3 separate regions of the Mus musculus genome follow, and regions 1 and 2 are each linked to region 3. A link is a contact called in public HiChIP or PLAC-seq and promoter capture Hi-C data. All regions are on one chromosome and are shown on one strand. The core of a region is the stretch at or near the end of the contact, and the rest is flanking DNA. Distances in the headings are between cores, read along the strand shown. Region 1 has its middle 100 kb from the start of Mylk4. Region 2 holds the start of Gmds (GDP-mannose 4, 6-dehydratase). Region 3 holds the start of Exoc2 (exocyst complex component 2).

Region 1 (3,686 bases), core at 941-3,440, 1.7 Mb after region 3:
GAAGGCTCCAGTTTATCAGAAAAGCTTAGTTCTGTTGTGACAAATATCTGGACCACATATGACATGATGGTAACATTTGTCCTTCCCAAGTAATGTTTGTGTGGAATAATGCCTCTCTCCACCCAAAACATACACCTGGGATGCCTGTGAACGTGGCATTGTTGGGAAGCAGAATCTTTGCAGATGTAACTAGGGTGCATCCTAAGTCCACTGGTGAGCTTTCCCAATGTAGAATTCAGTTCTGATTCTAAAATTCCAGGGGGGACTAATATCCCTCACAGTGCTGATAGACCCTAAAAAGACTGCAGACCTCACTTAAGGTATGCATTGAAGTCTGGGTGGCACAACAGCCCCACTGAATCCTGCCCTCTAAGCTTCTCTTGGTGATCTTGAGAGCCATGTGTTCCAAATGTCAAGGCTGTAGGTAGATCTAGAGAGGGCAGTCTGATCTTGCCTTTAATGAGCAAGAAGTGCACTTTTAATTTTTTAAATTTATTTATTTATTTTGGCTTATGGAGACAGAGTCTCCCAAAGCCTAGATTGGCCTTGAACTTGTTACATTCCTAGTTGATGCTCAACTTCTGATCCTTCTGCCTCCATTATGTCTGAATGCAGGAAGGGTAGGTGTGCATCACAGCAAGGACCCCTTTATTATATAAGTGAGACCTCAGGATGCGTTTGCTCTGCAGCAAGCTCTCATCCTGACATGCAATGCCTAGAAGTCACTATCTCATCTTTAATCTTCTGACCTCCCTGGATATCAATGTCTTCAGATCTTGCAACCCAAATTCTTCTTCTATTATCAGGGCTCTGTCAGTTCTCTTCAGGATTATTAAGCCATTAGTCAACGTGCATTAAAATCAAATCACAGCCTCTTCCACTAGGACCTCATGAATATTCCACAGCCAAGTCATAGTGCGAGTCTCTGCTCTGACTCAGAAAAGGAAATCAATCGGAACACAACAGATTTTGCTCAACAGTAAAAACAAAGCCATGCTCACTGAGGCTCTAGGTGCCAAGTATTGTAAAATCACTCAGCTCTGCCCTCAGATGCCTGTGGGGTTGTTTACTGGCGTTTCAGAAAGGAGAAGGGACACTTCAGATTGGCTGGGAGTGTGGCGCTGTTTGTTATTGTAACTGATGAAACTTTGCCTAGTCTTTTTTTCCTTCTTCTTATATTTGTGTCTTTCTGTCTTTCTTCCCATCTGTCTGCCTGTCTTCCCACCTACCTATCCATCCATCCATCCATCCATCCATCCATCCATCCATCCATCCATCTACCCACCCACTCTATCTATCTATCTATCTATCTATCTATCTATCTATCTATCTATCTATCTATCTATCTATCTATCTATCTATCTTGAGGCCAGAGCTGTCTTTGAACTCCCAATCTTCTACCCCAGTCTCCCAACCACTGGGATTACCAGCACAGTCATTCTTCATCCCTGAATAGCCCCAGAGGATGGCATTTGAGTTGTTGCTTTATTTTATCAAATCTATGAAGTATTTTTTTTTAAATAGGAAGAAAACATGAAAATAAGAGGGGAGGAACACAAGGTTCTAAATCTGAAGTCTGACTTCAGATTCCAAAACTATTCCCATCAGCTGTGACCTGCATGAGTCAGAGAACTATTGAGGACCTCAGTTTCCACATCTACAGAATGGGTGCAATAGTACTTATCTCCTCTGATTATCTGAAATGTAAACTCAATGATTTATATTCCAGACATCTAGAAGCAGACTCAGAAAGTGGTGAAGGCTTTAAACAAATTGCTTTTAAACACCCCAAGTCATCAGAGAGACTCACTTTCCACACACTTGCTCCTGTCAGGGTAGACAAACCCCAGGAAAGTTTGTCCCTACTTTCCAATGCTCTGACATGGGTTGCGAGGGCGTCAGGGAGGCTATGGGAACGGACAGAGAATGTTCTTGCCACACATCCAGGTTTTAGAATGTGCACCAACCTGAGTCACAAGTGCATACCCCCGCATGCCACTCCGGGCCATCTTTCCCTGCCAATGCCACCCACCAAGGCCAGAGCCAGGTGGCTGTGAGTCAAACCTGTCTTCACTTTGACTTGGCACCACAGACCTTTTGAATGGAGTCCACAAATTCGTGAGACAAAAATAGGCTAGCTAGCCCTCACCAGGCCTTCATTGTTGAGGGATGACGGTTGGCTGGTGGTTACACAACCGAAACCTGGGCCCACCACGGAAACGCCAGCTCAGCCATACACAAGGCCGAGCTCTCTGCCCACGGCAAAGTCCTTTGTTCTTTTTTTTTTTTTCTCTCTGACACGCCCCTACCTTCCATTCTTCGGAATCCAATTGTTAGAAAGTTGACAAGCTAGCTGGTGACAGGTCTCCTTGGACAGCTTTCCTGTCTTCAGATAAGGAATGGGGAGCCTCAGCGGGGTGTCATCCATACCCAGACCCCAGTGAAGGAGAGGGATACACAGACACCCGTTCTACACCCTCTGGCTAATCTTAGTTCTCTGGGGTCTCAGTTGTCTTTTCTGACATAACACCGCAGGAACCCATTAGTGTTTTATTGTGCTGTCAACTATTCCTGGTCACCTTCCCCACCACCTCTTACAATTTTGTAGTAGAGAGAAAAATTTCAATACGCTGGTCTTGTTTTTAAATTTTAAGAACACAATAGTTTGAAGCCAGAAACAGGGCTGGACCGAATGCCAGGGCTGATTCTGGCCCAGAATGCCTTGGCTACCAGGGAGTGCATAGGTTGTTAACGTTCAAAGTTGATCTTTCCTCTTATGAAAATACGTTCGTGCAGGCACCCCACTGAACACAATTATTTTTCCTGCTTGGTGAGGAAGACTCCATGCTCTGGTCAGGTCTTGTGCCTCCATGTTTTTTCCCTATACCCCTTTGAGCACACCCGTCAGTCCACCACCCTATCCTTTGAGTGGTTTGTACCTCTTACTTGTGCTTACTTCTGCGAGGTTCTCTGAAGCAACTGGGAACAGGGAGGGGAAGAGGAATCTGCTGAGGAATAGCGCTTTTAAAATAAAAAAATAATAACACGAAGTATTATAAGCACTAGAGGCTGGAAAGAGCTTGTGAGTCCCATGGGGTGGGGCGCAGCGTGCTAGTGAATGACAACATTGCCCTCTGGTGGTCTACTTGAGTAAGACAGCCATAGGTTGCAGGCTGGACGTGGGGGGGGGGGGGGGGCTCTCACTAACGTTTCCCACTAATCCCAAAGAAACCATAATTGAACAATGTAAGGAATTCCCCATGAGGCCCTGAGGTTACAAAGACTCAAAGAAGAAAAAACTCATGTAAATATTCAATTGTTTTAGAATGTGTTTCCTTTCCTTTATTTTATTACGTTTTTATGTCTAGTTTTCACATTGTGTACTCCATCTATAAACTCATAATTTAGGCTCTCCAGGAACCAGAAACCGGGCTTCACTACTCTCCCCTGTGAGAACCGTCAGTGGTGAGCAAATGTGTAAGTGTGATGAAGCCTCTTTTCCCAGGCTGGCCCTTTAAAGTTCCAATGGCTCGGTGTAAACTCCTCCAGTTTAGGGTGGGAAAAAACCTGCTGTGTGCTTGGGAGTTGGGTGGAGGACTGGAGTCCAGAGCAGCATATTCCTTTTGTTATTTTTTCACTCCAGGCAGTATAATCCTAGATACTTAACTCTCTGTCTCCATAAACGA
Region 2 (3,603 bases), core at 317-2,816, 1.4 Mb after region 3:
TTTAAGTATTGATAGTACTTCAGGAGAATCCTTGCTGGGGGTAGGAGTGGTGGGCACTTCCAAGGCTTCCTTCCCATGAAGTATCTACCAAACAACAGTTTTCAACTATTTAATGAGATTCCACTTCTAAGCTGCACTGATACAAAATGCTGGCCGCTTACATTGCTATACGCCATACTAACATGGCACACAACATCCTAACTCAATTTCTTGATAATACTAAGTGAAAGTTTACTTTAGAGAGTATGTGAATGCAGTTAACATCTGGGCTTAAGAACCAGTCTGAAAACTTGGGAAAAGAGAACCATCTGAAAGATCTCTAGCATTAGAAAAGAGAGGTGACATGGGGGGGGGTGCACAGTTCTATGGTAGAGCACCCCTGAGGAGTCCCTGACTTGACGTTTTTATCCTCAACCCTGGACCCTTTTCCTACCTCTTCTATCTTACTAGTTGGTAAACGTTTATTTATCGAAAGTACCTTAAACAAGATGCAATGATAACTGAAAGAATGATCAGTAGCTAGTAACTGAAATAGTCTAATGTCTGGGAACTGTGTATCTGCTCTTTGGTAAAACGAGAGAACTTTAAGACCACTTCCAACCCCAACAATACACTTCCTACCTGTTGGGCTTCAGGTAATTCAAACTCATTTTCCTCAATCTTAAACTGGAAATAAGGACTTTGTTGTATGGAAGCTAACTAGTCAGTATTAACCAAGTAACTCCGATATGGTAAGTATGCTGGTGTGGGCCATATTAGCTTTATTATCATCTTTACCATCTTCGCTTTAGCATTGACCACCATCAGATGTCCTGGGATACACAGAAAACAGATGCCCTACAGCAAGTAACAAGGACATTACTTCAACACCCCTGAATCTCACTCTACACAACTTGACAAGGCAGTGGTTAGCCTTATCTGTTGCCATACCTCTATGAGATGACTGTCATAAATTAGTCATGCCTAGCATAGGCCATGGGGTCCCAACATTCAAGACAGCACAGCCTAATTACCTCACCCAAGGAGTTCATGCCTTTGGAATTAGAAAAGTCGGTCTCACTTTGGGACTCCACATACTGACATATTCCTCGCCCCTTTCCTTCCCTGCACCAGGATCTACAAAGTACGAAATTCCTTCCAAGAGCTCACTTGGGCTCCAGGAAAGAAACTACAGTCACCCAGGGGACAGGTGGAGCAGAGTGGTCCGGTTGCTTAGCACCACCAGCTCACACCCCCAGAAGGATCAGAGAGCCATGCTGCTGGGGCTGAAGCTGTCCCATCCCGCAGCCGCTCACACCTTCCGGGACTCGTGGAGCGCAGTTCCCGGTGGCACAGCGGCCCTGCGCGGGGAGGCGGCCCACGTGCCCCCGGGCTACAGGCCGCTCGTCCCCGCCCCGCACTCACCTGTCCGGTGATGCCAGTGATGAGAGCCACCTTCCTGAGCTTGCCCATCTCGCCATCCCCGGAGCCCGGGTAGCTCGGGCACTTAGCGGGAGCTTGAGCCATGTCGCCTCAGGCGGGTGAGCGTGCGGCCGAGAGGAAGGCGGAGTGGAACGAGCCGCGGGCCGGCAGGGACCAGGGTGCGCGCGCCAGTCGTTTCACGGAGCTGCAGCGGCCGCCACGGTCTGACAGGGCGCGCGGGAGGCCGGGCGTGGAGCGAGGGGCGGGCCAGCTTAGTCGGGGCGGGCGGCGCGAGCCGGGCTGAGGCCTGGCTGGCGCCGCGTCACTCGCCCAAGCAGCGACGCGTCAGCAGCGCCCCCGACAGCTCCGCCCCTGCCGGGGTCTCCGCGCTGAGCCACGCCTCTCTGGGGGCGGGGCCTGAGGGCGCCGGGCCCCTGGAAGAGGAAGGATGTAAGTCTGCGGTCAGAGTAGAGGATATGGCCTGCATGGGCCTCGGTCTCCGGGAATCCTCATATCGCCCCATGATGCCAGGAGGAATGACGAGCTGACCTTCTCGGTAGGAAAGAGCTCTGAAATCCAAATCTAGGTATCCAAGGCTGGAGTCATCGACCTTATTAAATTTCTAGAAATCTGCTTCATTGTCTTTGTGAGCAGGTCAGTTTTAACATTTCTCGAAGGCACTAGAGTTTCAAGGCTACTCTAACCTGTGAATCTTCTGTGAACATTAGCAGTTTGCTAATGTTTGGACTAGTTTGGGGGTTCCCGGTAATTCCGTTCAAGGAACAGTATTTACTTCGAGGGCTGGAAGTTTCTGGCCCCGCCCCCATCCTGCATAAGGAAACAATTGACAAAAATCCACAGGTCAGTAAAACCTGTACAAATTTCATGAGGTGGGGTTGTTGCAGTGTCTTTTGAACTTGTTTCTATTTAGTGCATGCACACTGACAGATTCACTGACTGAGAAAGGCTGACAAAGGACTCAGACATAGGGACAAGGGTGTAGGGAAGAAACACACACACATACACACGTACACACATACTGTCCAGCTTATCTCTCCAATAAACATCCTCAAACCGTCTTTCCCTTTGCAAACTGAGCTACTAGGACAGGGCCCAATAGAACCTGCTAGATATGATACAAACCTGTAGTTCCAAAACCAGAGTGCCCAAACTCCTCGGAAACATTCCAAACTTTATACATAGGCTTGTCTGGTTTAATATTTTTACCTTTCCTCTAGCGCATTCTATATGGAAAATGAGACCTAGAAGTTGGGGAAATATATTCCTTAAGGCAAGAAATGTCTAAAATCTAGATGATCTTTAACTATTGATTTAGTTTTATGTAAATATGTTGTAATGTAAGGATAAATAGAAAAAAATGAATACTTAGGAGAGATATGTCCCATTTGTTCTGTAGGTCTGACACCTTCTATCATACTAATGAATACTAGGAATTTATCTGTCTAGTAAAAAATTTAACAGAAAAAAATCATAAAAATCAAATATGTATTGGATGTGCTGAGCTATGGCTTGGTGGTAAAGCACTTGCCTAATGGGATTGATGCCCAATAGTACAAAAGTAAACAAATAAAACCAATATTTTTTAGGGCCTGGAAATGCAAAAATAGTAAAGAAGATATTGCAAACTGTCAGAAATAAAAAACTGTGTCCCTTAAACATCCAACCGGTATTTCCTTTATTACCATCCTAGAATCTGGATATTCAAGATCGGGGTTGACTTCCTCTGAGGCCTGTCTCCTGGCTTGTAGATGTCACCTTGCATCTGGTCATGACACACTTCCTCTCCATGTGCTTGCGTTCCAATTTCCTATTGTAAGGACAGTGACTCCCTTTCATTAGGAACCACCCTAATGACCCCACATTACCTTAATTTCCATTTAAAGACCATAGCTCCCAGCCAGCCAGATGGCCTGGTAGGTAAAGGCGCTTGCCATCCTGAATCTAATACCTATACCCACATACTGGGAGGAGAGAATGAAGTCCTACAAGCTCTCCTCGGCCACACATTTAAAAGAAAAAAATAGTAAACAAAGTAATTAAAAATAAAAGGTATCCAATTACCAATTACTTTTTGTTTTAATTATTTTTATAAAGTTTTTTGTTTTGTGATTTTGGTTATTTATTTATTTATTTATTTATGGTTTCCTTTGTTTTATTTTTAGACAGGGTCTCATGTAGCCC
Region 3 (3,703 bases), core at 815-3,314:
TTAAAAAATGAAATCCATAGTGAATCAAAGGTGTTACCAGCAGTACTCAATCCAACTTCATCCCAGCCTTGGTTCTGAACTTTCTCTCTGTGCACGTTGCCATGTCATGAAGTACCCAAGAGTATTCAACCCAAACCCTACAACTCAGCGTCAAAGTACTATATGTTACAAATAGCAGTTGTTTTCACTGTATGTTACGATTTGAATAGAAAATATCTCCTATAGGCTCAGAACCTCCTAACACTGTTTTAGGCAGTTATGAAAGCTTACAGATGAAGAGCCTTGTTGTGAAAGTGAGTCACTAGGGGGTGGGGACTTGAGGTTTCAGAGCCCAGCCCCACATCCTGACTTCTATCTGCTTCCTGTTCCTGAGGGGTCCCAGGGCACAGTCCTGCCACTATGAGGCAGCCTCACTAGCATAGGCTATATAACTCCAATCTATAAACTGGAGTGAGACCTTCTTCCCTTAAACTGCTTAGCAGGTACTTGGTTACAACACTGAAAAAACTAACACACTACATATATACATACATACATACAAACAAATATATACATATATACACACATACATATATGTGTGTATACATATATGTGTGTATTCATATATGTATATATGTATGTGTATATATGTATATATTATGCATATGTATATACGTATATACACACACACAAACAAAATGTTCTGTTCTTAAAGGAGAAAAATGGTTTTATTACAGAAAACAAAGACTATTCACATTTCCCTACTGGCATTCTTCAGCATGTAATCACCAAGTGATTGGGTCTTTAAATCGTGTTGTGTCCGAATTTTAATCTGAAAAACTGGTTTTTACGTTGCTGATTTGAAGTTCTAAAAGATCACCAATGGATTCGGCTTGGGAGTAAGGACAAATTTGCAACAATCTCCAAAATGTTTCTAACTGTCCTTCTACCACTGTGTACTATGTATTTGTATGTAGAACTGCTCTTCCTACCGATGATTAGAAAATTAAAATAATCAATCAGCTCTGGAAAGCCCTGAAGATGCTCAGTGTCCCGTAGTTACAAATATTAAACCAAGACTTAACTATGTATGTGAAAAGAACCGAGTTATCCAACTCTATGCTTTCATCTTTAATAAATGGTAAGTTTGATGTATACAAAAATTGTCCTAAAATAAAAAGCTTTGTGATTTACAGATAGTGAATACATAGATTGTCTACCTATTTTATAAACTTACATATAAAACCATGGAAATTCTTTATAAATTTTTGGTGGCAAAAGTTGAAGAAGCCCCATACTAGAATACAGCCTTTACAAATGTTTTGAATGTAATCTTCAAGGTATCACCTTTTGGAAGGTAATAGTTCAAAATGTCTGGTACAGTAAATTAAATAATTGAAAAAGAAAAAAAAAGGACTACTTTCTAATAACTCCAAAAATTGTTTCCAACAAACAGAGGTTCCCCTGCTTAAAAATACTGTCTACTGTGTCAAACAAAAGAGAACATGTAAGAGGCAAGCACACATCAGCGTCTTTCTGTCACCTTTCGAATCACAAATTGTTCACACTTAGATCATTCTTGTTTTGACTTTCAGTTCCTTGCCATTGGGGGAATCTGTTACCAAGCCTGGGCCATCACAAGCTAAGCTTTATAAACAAAGTTAGTAGAGAGATAACCAGTTGCCATTAGTGTTTTTAGTGTAAGGCATTCAAATGGCCGAATGGAGGTGTGGCTGAACCCGCACTTGCTGCTCCCAGAGTAGTAAAGGAAACCATTCAAGCTTCCCGTCCACGTTAGCGCGGGGGACTTAAACAGATTCCAAGCAGACCCTGCACACCAGCCGCTCCTCCGGGTCCAGCCCGGCGGCCTGCGCGGAGGCGGGTGGGGAAGGCTCGGCCCGCGGCTCCCACACTCAGCCCCGCGCCCCGGGTCCCTCACCGCGCCTCCCCAGGTCGCCCAGCCCCGACGGTCCCGTGCCACCGCGGAATTCCACTCCGGACCCGGGGCGTCCTCACCCAGGACGCGACACTCACCTGCAGCTTGCAGGCGGTGTCAGGTCCCAGCCAACCGGTTCCAGGCCGCCGCAGCCAGCACTAGGGCCGCACTTCCGCACGCCGCGAGCGCCGAGCGCGTCGATCCGCCGCCTAGCCGAGCACCGAGTGCTGGATGGACCGCCTCTTCCCAGAGGGGAAGGAATAGAAGGAGGACCAGACTATGGAGAAGGGAAGTTAGAGGATATCGACGGCATGGAAGTGGACAGAGAGGGAAGAAAGGGAAAGTGGGGAGGGAGGAGGAGAGAAGGGTGGAGAGGTGGAAAGGAGAAGAGGAATTGATGGGAAAGGGAGAAAAGAAGGAGGGAAGCAGAAAGGAGGAGAGGGAGAAAGTGGAAGGGTGGAATTCGGGGAGGAAAAAGAGGGGAGGGGTAAAGAGGATACAGTCGGTTAGAGTCACAGTAGATGTTGCCCAAGAGTCCACAGCGGTCAGGGATCAGCACCAGGTCAAGAGGCAAACCTCAGTCAAAGGACTGCATCTAGCCAGGAGTGCCCGCCTTATTAAGATTTCTCACAGGTCAGAGCTTTGGGGTCCCAAGGGTCTGAGTGGCAAATTGATTTGCAAACTCACAAGACCCCCATATTATAGAAACGACTGCTATCTACAGCCCATAAGCCCTAAGGTTTGAAGGTACCCTCCTGTGGACTCTGGAGATGGCCAGCTGAACTGAAGCAGACATATCCCTGTGGCTTCCTCTGTAGCAGGAACGAAGGACAGTGATCTTCAGCAGAGGATAATGGCAGAAGCATAGGGTCTACCTGTGGTTGTGTTGCCATGACTGTGGAGAGAAGTAGCTACGGGGTGCCCATTATCTAAGACCAATAACAGCCTAACCTTTCTAATGCTGAGACCCTTTAATACAGTTCCCCATATCGTGGTGACCCCCAACCATAAAATTATTATGTTGCTACTTCATAGCTGTAATTTTACTACTGTTATGAAGGCAATGTAAATATCTGTTTTCCGATGGTCTTAAACAACCCCTGCGTGAAGATCATTCCCCCAGGGGGGTTAAGAGCCACTGGCCTAAGCTATTTTTTTTTCAGATATCTTTCTGTGAAGCATACCTTATGCTTCATTCAGTACATACACTGAAGAGGGTGTCGTACAGGCACTATGAATTAAGAGATATTGTATGGCTTCATTTTTCTCTCCTATTTGTGAGAAGATACGTCAAAGTGTTTCCAGACCATCCATTTTGAAGATCAAGGGAACACTCTTTATTCGTGAGCAAGAGACTTGGCAGCAGAGGTCCTAAGGAAATACTGTAAGAAATCTCTGGCAGTCACGGAGCCTTTCACTGTGAAACAAAACCCTTCAGGTCTCAGTGACATGCCATTTGTCAGGTAAGGCTGCCTATCATCAAAGCCAGAATGGTGGCTCTGGAAAACTCACAGAGTTTTCCCTGGATCAAAAAAAAATAATAATAATAAATATACTATGCTAGTGAAACAGAAACACTCAGAAGAGGAAAGAGACTCTTTTGTTAACATAAAGAACACTGGTACAATTTTCTTTATTTTTCCCCTCCCTCAAGTTTCTGCTCCTAACCCTGAAACTAACTAGCAAACACTGGTGCAGAAGTTGCCAGAAAATAAAACTGTTAAAACTAAAATTGCTACGGTAGCCACTGAGGCTACAAATCATTGTATAGGTTTATGTTCTCAACAC

Evidence for each region. Promoter capture Hi-C pulls out the DNA fragments that hold promoters and counts their contacts. HiChIP or PLAC-seq counts read pairs in DNA pulled down with a chosen protein or histone mark.
Region 1: a promoter capture Hi-C map of pre-B cells shows a contact between it and region 3, with 4 times the contacts expected there. The contact joins the enhancer-like site here to the promoter of Exoc2 in region 3. A contact is called at or near these places in 3 of 39 promoter capture datasets (3T3-L1-derived adipocytes, the C10 cell line and pre-B cells), 1 of 484 Hi-C or Micro-C datasets (pro-B cells) and 1 of 115 datasets of contacts at active chromatin or transcription factors (large pre-B cells).
Region 2: a contact with region 3 is called in an H3K27ac HiChIP or PLAC-seq map of microglia, with 8 times the contacts expected there. The contact joins the promoter of Gmds here to the promoter of Exoc2 in region 3. A contact is called at or near these places in 3 of 39 promoter capture datasets (hippocampal neurons, liver and pre-B cells), 1 of 484 Hi-C or Micro-C datasets (CD4 T cells), 2 of 115 datasets of contacts at active chromatin or transcription factors (astrocytes and microglia) and 2 of 9 other capture datasets (adipose tissue and liver).

Annotation. Positions count from the first base shown.
Region 1 is chr13:32,678,216-32,681,901 of GRCm38.p6, forward strand. No RefSeq gene overlaps it. Among named protein-coding and RNA genes, the nearest start is that of Mylk4, 100 kb to the right of the region's middle. Within about 2 kb of position 2,191, at least 54 of the 459 cell types and tissues checked have an H3K27ac peak or open chromatin away from gene starts, as enhancers often do. A contact at or near this core is called in pre-B cells and pro-B cells, where this site is marked.
Region 2 is chr13:32,336,978-32,340,580 of GRCm38.p6, forward strand. Gmds (GDP-mannose 4, 6-dehydratase) reads right to left here and starts at 1,567. Exons shown (of 11, transcript NM_146041.2): 1 at 1,405-1,567. The coding sequence starts at 1,506.
Region 3 is chr13:30,971,983-30,975,685 of GRCm38.p6, forward strand. Exoc2 (exocyst complex component 2) reads right to left here and starts at 2,065. Exons shown (of 28, transcript NM_025588.2): 1 at 2,014-2,065.